Regions from separate parts of the Mus musculus genome. Here region 1 is linked to region 2. Evidence: chromatin contacts called from public promoter capture Hi-C data. All regions are on one chromosome and are shown on one strand. The core of a region is the stretch at or near the end of the contact, and the rest is flanking DNA. Distances in the headings are between cores, read along the strand shown. Region 1 overlaps Nacc2 (nucleus accumbens associated 2, BEN and BTB (POZ) domain containing). Region 2 holds the start of Tmem141 (transmembrane protein 141).

Evidence for each region. Promoter capture Hi-C pulls out the DNA fragments that hold promoters and counts their contacts.
Region 1: a contact with region 2 is called in a promoter capture Hi-C map of cranial neural crest. The contact joins the enhancer-like site here to the promoter of Tmem141 in region 2. A contact is called at or near these places in 2 of 39 promoter capture datasets (cranial neural crest and trophoblast stem cells), 1 of 484 Hi-C or Micro-C datasets (embryonic retina) and 1 of 9 other capture datasets (adipose tissue).

The regions. Positions count from the first base shown.
Region 1 is chr2:26,077,548-26,083,006 of GRCm38.p6, reverse strand. The region is part of intron 2 of Nacc2 (nucleus accumbens associated 2, BEN and BTB (POZ) domain containing); the gene reads left to right. Among named protein-coding and RNA genes, the nearest start is that of Nacc2, 12 kb to the left of the region's middle. Within about 2 kb of position 1,731, at least 7 of the 459 cell types and tissues checked have an H3K27ac peak or open chromatin away from gene starts, as enhancers often do.
Region 2 is chr2:25,618,746-25,624,260 of GRCm38.p6, reverse strand. Tmem141 (transmembrane protein 141) reads left to right here and starts at 2,259. Exons shown (of 5, transcript NM_001040130.3): 1 at 2,259-2,327; 2 at 2,587-2,653; 3 at 2,803-2,886; 4 at 3,088-3,195; 5 at 3,731-4,195. The coding sequence starts at 2,274. The coding sequence ends at 3,744. The region is part of intron 5 of Fcnaos (a long non-coding RNA gene); the gene reads right to left.

The DNA of each region.
Region 1 (5,459 bases), core at 482-2,981, 460 kb before region 2:
TGCATAGGATTTTATTTTTATTTTTATGTAGTCTTGCTTTGCACCTTGTGTTTCAGTCCCAGGCTGTCCAGAGGTTCCTTGGAATGTCACTTACCCCTGCCTGCCATATGGGGACAGTATTTCACTGCCTCAGGGGTCATCCCGCCTTCCCCTTCCCCCTTTTTCTAATTTTCTATTAGGAGCTCTTCCCGTGTTGAGCTGTCCTTGCATTCTTGTGACAAGATAGAGTGACTACACATTCCAGCTGCCCTTTGCTAGTTTTGCTGGAGAAAGTTCATGTGTTCATGAAAGCTGCTGATCTGTGTTTCTTTTGTGTTTTCATCTGTTTGTCCATTTGTCTGAGTGTCTGATTGTCTGAGACAGGGTCTCATTTTGTAGCCCTGCCTAGCCTGCAACTCATGATGTAGACTAGCCTGGCCTCGTACTCACAAAGATCCCACTCCTGGGGCTAAAGAAGTGTTACCTGCCTGATTTAGCAGCGGGAACACTGGCCCTGTGCATCTTGTCTTCACTGGGTTTTAGTTTTGTTCTTTACTTTGTTGTTGTTGTTTTAATTGAGATAGGGTCTCACCCTGTAGTTCTGGCTATCCTTGAATTCCCTCAAATAAACTAGGCAGGCTTTGAAATTACAGAGATTCCCACACGTGCTTCCTGAGTGCTGGATCACCACACCCAGCTATGGGTTTTTCATCTTTTTCCTAAGATTTACTTTATTTTTAAGTGTGTGAGTGAGTGAGTGTGTGTGTGTGTGTGTGTGTGTATGTATGTATGTTCGTGTTCGCACACACATGAGCACACATGCACATGTCCACAAGCATGGACCTGAGTGCACAGAGGTATTCTATCCCCTGGAGCTGGAGTTAGAGGTGGCTGTGGTCCTGTAAGTGATGTGGGTGCTGGGAACTAGACTCAGGTACTCTAAAAGAGCAATAAACACTCTTTTTTTAAGATTTTACTTTTATTTTATGTATGTGAGTACACTGTCACTGTTGCTGTCTTCAGACACAGCAGAAGGGGATATTGGATCCCTTTTCAGAGGGTTGAGAGCCACCATGTGGTTTCTGGGAATTGAACTCAGGACCTCTGGAAGAGCAGTCCGAGCTCTTAACGGCTGAGCCACCTCTCCAGCCCTCAATAATCACTCTTAACCACTAGACATCTCTCCAGCCTCCTCCTCTGTTGTTCTGAGAAAGTTCATATAAGTTTGATGATATTTCCTGCTTTAACTCTGGGTAGGAGTGTGACACTGCTGAGTCCACTCAAGCCTGGTGTATGTTGCTCCTAATTGTGAGAAGTCTTTAACTTCTCAGTTTATTTTAACTGCCAGTATTATTACCAATTACAATTTCCTTTAATTACCTTAGATATGGAGCCATTGAGATCTTCCCTCTCATTTTGTTCATGTCATGGTAATTTGTGTACTTCATGGAACTGATCCATCTCCGAAGTCTAATTTTATGTTAATAGATCCAGTCCAGCCCCCCCCCCCTTACTACGCCCCTTCTTTCTTTCTTCCTCCTCCTCCCTCTCTTCCACAAGGCCTCACTCATACTAAGGAAGTGCTCCACCACTGCAGCTCCAGCTGCCTGAATCATTAGCCGACTGTTGGCTCCTCATTTAACTCTCCCATCTGCAGTCCATTTCTTATAGATGGTGGCTGGCTGGCTGGACATGTTTAGCTTAGTCCTATCTGACAAGCAGTCTTATGTGGTTGAAGGTATTGGGTTCGGCCTACGCTGCTGCTGCTGCTGCTGCTGCTGCTGCTGCTGCTGCTGCTGCTAGGTCTCCTTTCTGTGCTCCTTGCTCTTCTCCTTTCTGGTCAGTTCCTAGCACCCCTCTCCTGTTCCTGTTGGCACAGCGTGTGTCTGCAGCCCTAAGCTGGCATCTGTGTCTTGTCTTGTACTCTGCCTTCCTCTGCAGCCCTGAGCTGGCATCTGTGTCTTGTCTTGTACTCTGCCTTCCTCTGCAGCCCTGAGCTGGCATCTGTGTCTTGTACTCTGCCTTCCTCTGCAGCCCTGAGCTGGCATCTGTGTCCTGTCTTGTACTCTGCCTTCCTGCACAACTCCCGACCTCCCTGCAACCACAGCTTTCCTTTCTCTGAGCAGTGAGTCTTGAGATCGGTTATTATTTTTTACCTTAAATGGCTGGTTATCATTTATCCTTCCCCTCTTTGGTAACTTTTGGCATTTGCATGAGTAAAAGCTACTCTCTGAGTCTAAGCAGATACCAGCAGTTCTGGACGTCTATCCACAGTGGAGACTTGCAGTGGAGAGGCAAGCTGATACCCCTTCTTGACCATCTCTCGGCCCCCTCAAGGCCATCTCTTTCCTTCATCTCTTGGCAACCATGGGCCTGTTTTGTGTCGTATAAATGGGAATCCAATGCAGCTGTACCTTTAGAACCTTAGACAGCTGAGGTTCAGTCAAGTAATGTTATTAGTGGTTGAGTTTGTGCCTTTAGAGCCATGCGTATTTGAGGTTCAGTAGTCATGTGGTGTGTGTTAGAGGTTTGTTCTTTTTATGGCTAAGCCAGTCTCCTCCCATTGCAGTTAACTCCTCAGTTTGTGAGTAATGCCCGGTAAATGGCATCATAATTTTGGGCGAGTGGACATCGGCGTGTGTTTGCCCAGGTGTTTCCTCTTATCCTCACTCTCCTTCTGCTGGAAAATTGCTCTCAATGGCTCTCAGAGTTCAGTTAGTGATGAATTCTGAAAAATCAGAAAATTATCTCTAGACTACTTTAAAGCTTCCACCTGGCTGAGCATGGTAGCACATGCGTTTAATCCTAGCACTTGGGGGCAAAGGTAGGAGGAGCTCTGTGAATTTGAGGCTAACCATGTCTATATAGTAAGTTCCACAATAGCCAGGGCTATGTAGAGAGACCCTATCAGTCAGTCAGTCAATCAGTCAATCAACAAATAAATAAGAAAAACAAGAATTATACCTTACTCTTTATAGTCTTTAAGTGTTTTTTTCTATGTGTAGTTGTTGTTGCCTTTGCTTCTGAAGGGTGCTTTTGCTGGGGGTAATAAGCTAGGTTGGTCATACCTGGTTTTGGTGCTGTAGCATGCTGCCCGCTCCTCTCTAGGCTGCTGTCTGCTTCTAGCCTATACTCCAGTACACTGTGCTGCTCCCACAGGCTGTTTGTTTATTTATGAACTATCTAGAGTTTTCTTCTCTAACCTTTAGGTAAGATAACTTATGCGTGTCCCTGAACTCCTTCTGTGGCTCCATCTTGTCCTCTGCAATACCTCCCTCCCTCCGTTGTTTCCAGTGACTGATCCTGCTATCGTAGGCAGTTAAACCCGTGTGTGAGAATGTCAGCATCTTGCCACTCCTGGGTCAGCTCTCAGTAGTTGACTTTTCTTCTTTTTATGGCTCTCCACATCTTTTAATTTATAAGTAGATGCTGGGCATTGTTGGTGCAGAGCACCTGCTGTGTGCTGAGTCTCTTCAGGATTGTCAGTTTCTACACTCAGGTATCCTCCTTGTGGATATTTAAATGTTTTGTCCCACTTTTTGTTGTTATTGAGATAGAGTCTCATTCTAGGTTGCCTGGAACTCACTATGTAGCTCAGGCTGGCTTTGAACTTGTAGCCAATACTTCTGCTCCAGCCTCTAGGTCCTGCCTGACAGAATGAGCCACTGTGCTCAGCTCATCGGTTTTTTCCCTGTGGAGTGACCTACCTGATTTTAATCTGTTTCCCAAAGCCTTTTTTCTCTCTCCTTCTCTCTCTTTCTCTCTCTTGGAGGGGTCTTACCATATAGGCCAGAGCCACCACGGTTTGATGACCCAGCATCTTTTATCAGAGGTCTTGTTTATATGTTTGTTGGTTGGTTGGTTGGTTGTGATGTCTCTTGTAGCTCAGGCTGGCCTCAAACTTTCTTTTTTTTTTTTTTTTTTTTTTTTGTTGGTTTTTTCGAGACAGGGTTTCTCTGTATAGTCCTGGCTGTCCTGGAACTCACTTTGTAGACCAGGCTGGCCTCGAACTCAGAAATCCGCCTGCCTCTGACTCCCAAGTGCTGGGACTAAAGGCGTGCGCCACCACGCCCAGCAGCCTCAAACTTTCTATGCAGACAAGGAGTCAGCCTTCACCTCCTAAGTGCCTAAAGTTGCAGGCATGGGCCACAATCCCAGCTCTTCAGACATGCATGTTATAAATCTTTGCTCTACAAGTCCTCCCTCCCTCCCTCTCTCCTTCCCTCCCTTTCTCCCTCCACCCTCCTCTTCTTTCTCCCACTCTCTCTTTTCTTCTTTGTTTCCAGTGTTGGGAAACAAAGTGTTGGGGGTTCACACATGCTAAGCAAGCACTTTCCCATTGAGGTGGGCCCACAAAATGTAATTTTGATATAAAGTTAGTTAAAATTTCCAAATCACAGCTTTTGCATGCTATTTGAAGAACTCTCTCCCATCTTCTCATGTTTATAAAGAACAAACCCACTTTAATTTGAAGTCACTTTAAACTCACCTAAAAGTTAAGTAGAGTTCAAAGTTCATTTCTGTGGTGATGCTGGAGATAGGTGGCGACTCAGGGTTGTGGGAGTGACAGCTAGCACTGCAGCTCACTTCGCGCTAACAGCCACGGATGCTGCTGCCACTGCCTGCTGATTTATTCTCTTCCGCCAGGTGATGTGATTTATCTACCTTGGTTTTTTATTTTTTAAAGCATTTTCCTACTGCCTTATTCAGCAAAAACAGTCCAGGTTCACTTTACCCTCCCTGAATAAGTTGTTTTTAACTTTCAGTGGAGACCTGTCTATTTTAGTTTTCCTTTCTCCTCCCCTCTTCCTCTTTTCTTTCCTTCCCTTCCCTCTCCCTTCCTCCTTTCTTTCCTTCCTGTAACAAGTGGTGTGTACCACTGACCCATGCTCAAGAGCTGTTTAGGAATGATGATCTCAGAGCTGCGTTTATTTACTGCTGACTAATAATAGTGTTCTGTTGCCAGGCAGTGGTGGTGCACGCCTTTAATCCCAGCACTTGGGAGGCAGAGGCAGGCGGATTTCTGAGTTCGAGGCCAGCCTGGTCTACAAAGTGAGTTCCAGGACAGCCAGGGCTACACAGAGAAACATTGCTCCCCTCCCCCCCCCAATAGTGTTCTATCTATCCGTCCTCTGTCCTCTGTCTCTGTCTCCCGCCTTCCCTCCTTCTCCTGGAACTCATTCAGTAGACCAAGCTGACCTCAAATTTATAGAAATCCACCTGCCTCTGCCTCCTGAGCCCTGGGATTTAAAAGCCAGCAAGTCTGGCCTCCAAGTTATTTCTTTTTTCCCCACCCTTGGAGACTAGGTTTCTCTGTAACCCTGGCTGTCCTAAAATCACTATTTAGACTAGGCTGGCCTTGAATCTAGAGATCCACCTGCCTCCCCATCACATCCCGCTACCTCCACATGCTGGGATTAAAGGCTTTTGCTATCACTGCCTGGCTTCAAGTTTCTTCTTAAAGGTACACTCCTCTGAGT
Region 2 (5,515 bases), core at 1,010-3,509:
GACAGTGTCCTGCTGACAGACACAGGGAAGCCTTGGGGAGCCGGAGGCTTGGCCAGGAGCTCAGGGGTCCCTGGGCAGATGCTCACACTGGGCAGAAGGTCACACCATACCTAAGAGCAAACTGGGGCCCAAACGACTGAGTGTTGCTGAGAGCCATCCTTGGCTCATTCTCAAAAAACAGGTTTCTCTCTCCTGGAAGGTTCAGAGGAGGTGGCCTACAGTCAGCCCCATAATAACAGAGCAGTGTTATGTCCAGGCTTAGGCCCAGGAGTTCAAAGACAGGACCCACCATGGGAAAGATGCTCCACATGAGCAGGCAGGCCGGCCAGGAGCTCCCTGACCGTTGATAAGCACACAGCCAGCCTTGCCAATCATTAGGGATCCTGGCGGTCACCTGGCAGAGAAAAGCGAGCAGCAAGTGAGGGAGGTGGAGGAGCAACATGGGTGAGGCCTACTGACGGGGGCCCTGAGGAGGAGAAGCACCCAACAGCTAAGCCAAGAGAAATGGGGTGCAATAGGTGCCAGCATAAGGGGGGACACAGATAGTACCTTCATCCATGAGGACACACGGACCATAGCAACAAACTGGAGTCACTCTTTGGGGCAAATCTGGGGACACCAGGGACAGCCACTGTTCCTATGTTAGGGAAGCTGGTATCTTAGAGCCTGGGCCAGGAATACAACCCAACTTGTTCTCCATAGAGCAGCAGGAAGGGCGGGGGAAGGTTCAGAAGCCAGGTGGGAGAAGGGAGACAACAGAGGCTGGAGTGGGGGTCTGAAGACAGAGGGGTGCCCACTCAAGGGCTTCTCCCTAGATACCCCGGGGCTCCCAAGAATCCTGAAGGGAACAGGCACTGACTGGGAATCCCTGTAGAGCCCCTTCTTCATGACTCTTCCACTGTTTGGTACCAGCTAATGCCAGATGGCAACACTTGTGGGGCTTTTTTACTTTTAGAAGTATCTGTGTTGCTCTAGATTTTATTTGAAATATTATTTAATTAATAAGCAATAATCAACCTTTTAAAAAAAACTTTTCATTTCCTGTGTGTGTGTGTGTTGCCTGCATATATGTCTGTGTAGCACATGTACCTACTACCTGTGGAAGCCAAACAAGGAGAGTGGATCTCTGGGACTGAAGCTACAAACGGTTATGAGCTGCATGAGAGCCCTGGAAATAGAGAGAGCACTCTTAACTGCCAAGCCATCTCTCTAAGCACCCAATTATCATCTTGAAAGAAGGAAAAGAAGAAGGAAGGAAGGAAGGAAGGAAGGAAGGAAGGGAAGGGAAGGAAGGAAAGGAAGGAAGGAAGGAAGGAAGGAAGGAAGGAAGGAAGGAAAAGGAAGGAAGGAAAGGAAAGGAAAGGAAAGGAAAGGAAAGGAAAGGAAAGGAAAGGAAAGGAAAGGAGGAAGGAAGGGAAAGGAAGGGAAGGGAAGGGAAGGGAAGGGAAGGGAAGGGAAGGGAAGGGAAGGGAAGGGAAGGGAAGGGAAGGGAGGAAAGGAAGGAAGGAAGGAAACGAAATGTGTATCTGGGTATGGTGGCACATGCCTTTAGGCCCAGTACTTGGGAAGCAAAAAAAGGCAAATCTCTGAGTTGGAAGCCAGACTGCCCTACAGAGCAAGTTGGACAGCCAGGGCTAAGCAGAGAACCCTTTTCTTAAAGAAAAGAGGGGAGGGGGAAGAAGAGAAAGAAGCGGGGAGTGGAGGAAGAGGGCGAGGAACTCTGTGAACTTTTCCATAGGACCCCATGCCCTGACACCAAAAAAGGGTTCGAGTGAACTTCTGGAATTCTGTTGTGCCTTTCAGAGAGAGAACCCTTAACTGTAGTCTTAAAGTCCCATCTCATGTAGTAAGAACAATCAATGTGGGGGCTGGAGAGATGGCTCGGTGGCTAAGAGCTCGGACTGCTCTTCCTAAGGTCCTGAGTTCAAATCCCAGAAACCACATGGTGGCTCACAACCATCTGTAATGAGATGTGACTCCCTGAAGACAGCTACAGTGTACTTACATATAATAAATCTAAAACAAAAACAAAAACAATCAATGTGCTCTATGAGTATGAAAATGAGGGGTGAGGAAAGTTAGGCCTGGTTCGAGGTCACAAAACCCCCAATTTCAACTGCTCTGTCACGCCCATCAGAAGCTCGCGGTTATAGGTCCCGCCCCCTAAGCCGGACAGAGCTTGACTGTCTCTGCTACGTTCTGCGTTCTGCGCAGGCCCGAGTCTTGAGCCCCGCCCCGCCCCCCAAGTCCTCCCTGGCAGAACCTGACCAACCATGGTGAATCTGGGCTTGTCCCGTGTGGATGACGCCGTGGCCGCCAGGCACCCGGTGAGAAGGCTAGCCTGGGGGCCAGAGAGCTGACCCTACGATGCTGACCTGAGGCAAAGTAGAGGCAGGGGAAGCCCTGTCAGGGAGTGGAGGAGTGGGGGAACCCTCCTGACTTAGGGATAGGGCACGCTAAATGGGTTTAGGGGAGGGTGGAATATATCCATTCTCCCTCGCCAAGGCCAGGTCGTGGCTAAAGGAGAAGCAGGAGGCGAGGAAAGAGAACTGAGCCACGAACACCTTCCCCGCCCCCTAATCCCAGGGACTCGAGGAATTTGCTGCCTGCCAGTCGCACGCCTTCATGAAGGGCGTTTTCACTTTTGTCACAGGTAAGAGGTCTTGGGGAGCAAAAGAATTCCTTAAAGGGGTAAAAATGTAACCTTTCGTCCCACCCTGTCTGTCCAGCAGGCGGCGCCAAGTCATCCTGCCTGCAGGTGCAGCAGGTACCCTGACCAGCACTTTGCTTGGCTCTTGGCAGGCACTGGTGCGACTTTTGGCCTGCTGATGTTCATTAAGAGGAAGTTTCCATACCCTGTGCAGTGGAGCTTCCTAGTGTCTGCCAGTGAGTACTCCACGGTGGGTGCCTAGGCCCTGAAATGCATCCATTACCAGTGACTCTACAGTGTTGGTGTGTTTCCAATAAAACCCTGACTGCGATCCAACCTGTTTGGGCTGCAGCCTACCCACCCTGTCTGCCCAGAACTAGCTTGTGCCAGGTCCCCTTCTGAAAAGTGCACCCACCCTCCTGCTTCCTGTTCTCCAGTTGCAGGATCTGTGGCCAGCTACAGAGTGACAAGTATGGAGTGTCAGAAATGCAGCAATCTCTGGCTCTTCCTGGAGACCGGGCAGCTCCCCAAAGACATAAGCACAGGTGAGAGGGGCCCAGAGGGACAGCTAGCAGTTTCAGGAAGGCAAGCCCACAAGACTCAAAAGACGGACTGAAGCCTTTCGATCTAGCCAGTCCTACTTCCCCCCGGAGAGGCTGGGGCTAGAAGCAAGCATAACAAAGATTGAGCAGTGCATTCCCAGAAGGAATATCCAAAAATTATGGTGACCCTGAGACAGAGGGAAGGGCCTTGTAAGGTGTGGGGCAGGACACAGCAGCTACACAGACAACTCAGGAAAAAAAGTGTCCAGGGCTGTGACCCTGAATCTGATACCAAGATGGTGACCTCAGGCCTGCCCATGCGTGTTTCTGGGCTCAGATTTTTTGTTTTGCTCTTCTGAGGAAAGAGTCTATAGGCCAGGTTGGTCTTGAGTTCCTGCTTCTGCTGCTGCTTCCTCCCATGCTTAGGACCCTAAGTCTGTGTAACCACATCTGACAGGACCTTTTGTCATGACAGAACAAGATCAGGGACTCCAAAACCACAGACATGACTCCACCCGCCTCCCTTTGCCTCTTACAGATCCTCACGACTAGAAGCGCTCTGGCTGCTGAGGTGCAGGATGCGAAGCAGGGAAGATCCTAGAGCACAGATCTAACGTCATCTAACTCCAGGACAGTCCCTCCTACCTCAGCAAACACACACACACACATGCATCCTCTAGTGTCATCTCTCTCCTACACATGCATGTGGGGTCCTGCCTGAAAAACCTGTGAAGACTACTGCTGCACCAAATCCAGGACCTGCCAGCTCGGAACAAGGCTTGGGAGGGGGAGATCTTCCGCAGAGCAGCAAGGAGCCTCAGAGAGGCTTGAATCCTGTTGCACCCAGCTGCTGGAGCAGCAGCCTGCATGTGTTGAGAGAGACTTGAGTGCTTTCTCTGATCTCTGCCCCAAATCCAAGGAGAATGTTGGAGAGTTGTAGCTAATAAATGGCTTGTCCTTTTTCCTATGTGAGCTCTGAAGCAATTAAACACGTGCTAGTGAGGTTGTTCTGTGGGTGAAGCGCCTAGTGCTAACCCTGGTATCTGAGCTTGATCCCCAGGAACCACATGGTGGATGGAGTAACCACTCCCCCTGAAGTTGTCCTCCAATCTCCACATGCACACTGCGGCATATGGGTTCCCATTATGTATGCACACGACATAAATAAATACAGGTCTAATAGGAAAAAAGAGAGGCCAGGCATAGTGGTGCACACCTTTAATCCCAGCACTTGGGAGTCAGAGGCAGAAGGGTCTGAGTTCAAGGCCAGCCTGGTCTGCAGAGTGAGTTCTAGGACAGCCAGGACTACACAGAGAAACCTTGTTTTGAAAAACGAAATTAAGAAAGAAGAAAGAAGAAAGGAAAGAAGGAAGGAAGGGGGTAAGAAGATGTAATCATGCACCTCTGTGGCCAAACAGCTAAACATTTGGGGGGGGGGGCTCGAGACAGGGTTTCTCTGTGTAGCTCTGGCTGTCCTGGAACTAACTCTGTAGACCAGGCTGGCCTCGAACTCAGAAATCCACCTTGCTGGGATTAAAGGCATGCGCCACCATGCCAGGCAGCTAACATTTATTTTAGCCCACAGTTCTGGAGGATCAAGGCCCAACGGCTACTCGGTGGTGGCTATAATTCTGGCAGAGTCCAGAAACATCACAGGCCTTCCTATACATGGCCAGAAACAAAGCATACATGTTTCTTCCTATAAAGGCATCAAGGGTTGATTGTGGTGACCCTACTCTGGTAACTTAAATCCCAACCATCTCTCAAAGGTCCTACCTAACTAGAACACATCAGGGGTTAAACCCCGGCATGAACTTTGGAGGGCCAGCCATCTTCAAACCTTGGCAGTGTTTTAAGAGCAGCACTGAGGTCAGGGACCCAGGCATCCTTCAATCTGTTCCCTGTTGTCATGGCACCCACTTCCCAATCTAGCTCATCCTGCCAGGTGGCTCCACCAGCTCCATCCCATTTAACAGGAAGAAGAAAGGGAGAGGAGGGCAGTTAATTTGCCATGTCTATATACACACTACTGGCCAGAACTAAGCCACGTGGTACATCTACTGTAAGGAAACTCAGGAAGGCAGCCCTGCTCTGGAGAGTCATTTGGCCCACTGTATCTGAGGGAAAAGGAAGAGCCAATAGCAGGGGATACAACTGACTGCCTCAGCTGGATACCAAGCCAGGTCACCGAGTGTTTCCTAGGAAGGTAAGGTGAGCAGTGTGGCCATGGCAGCACCTTCCAGTCCTCTTGAGGATGAGACATAGATCAGAAGGGAGGCAAGGGGTGAACATGGAGTTTAGACTGGACAGAAAAGCGGCTGAA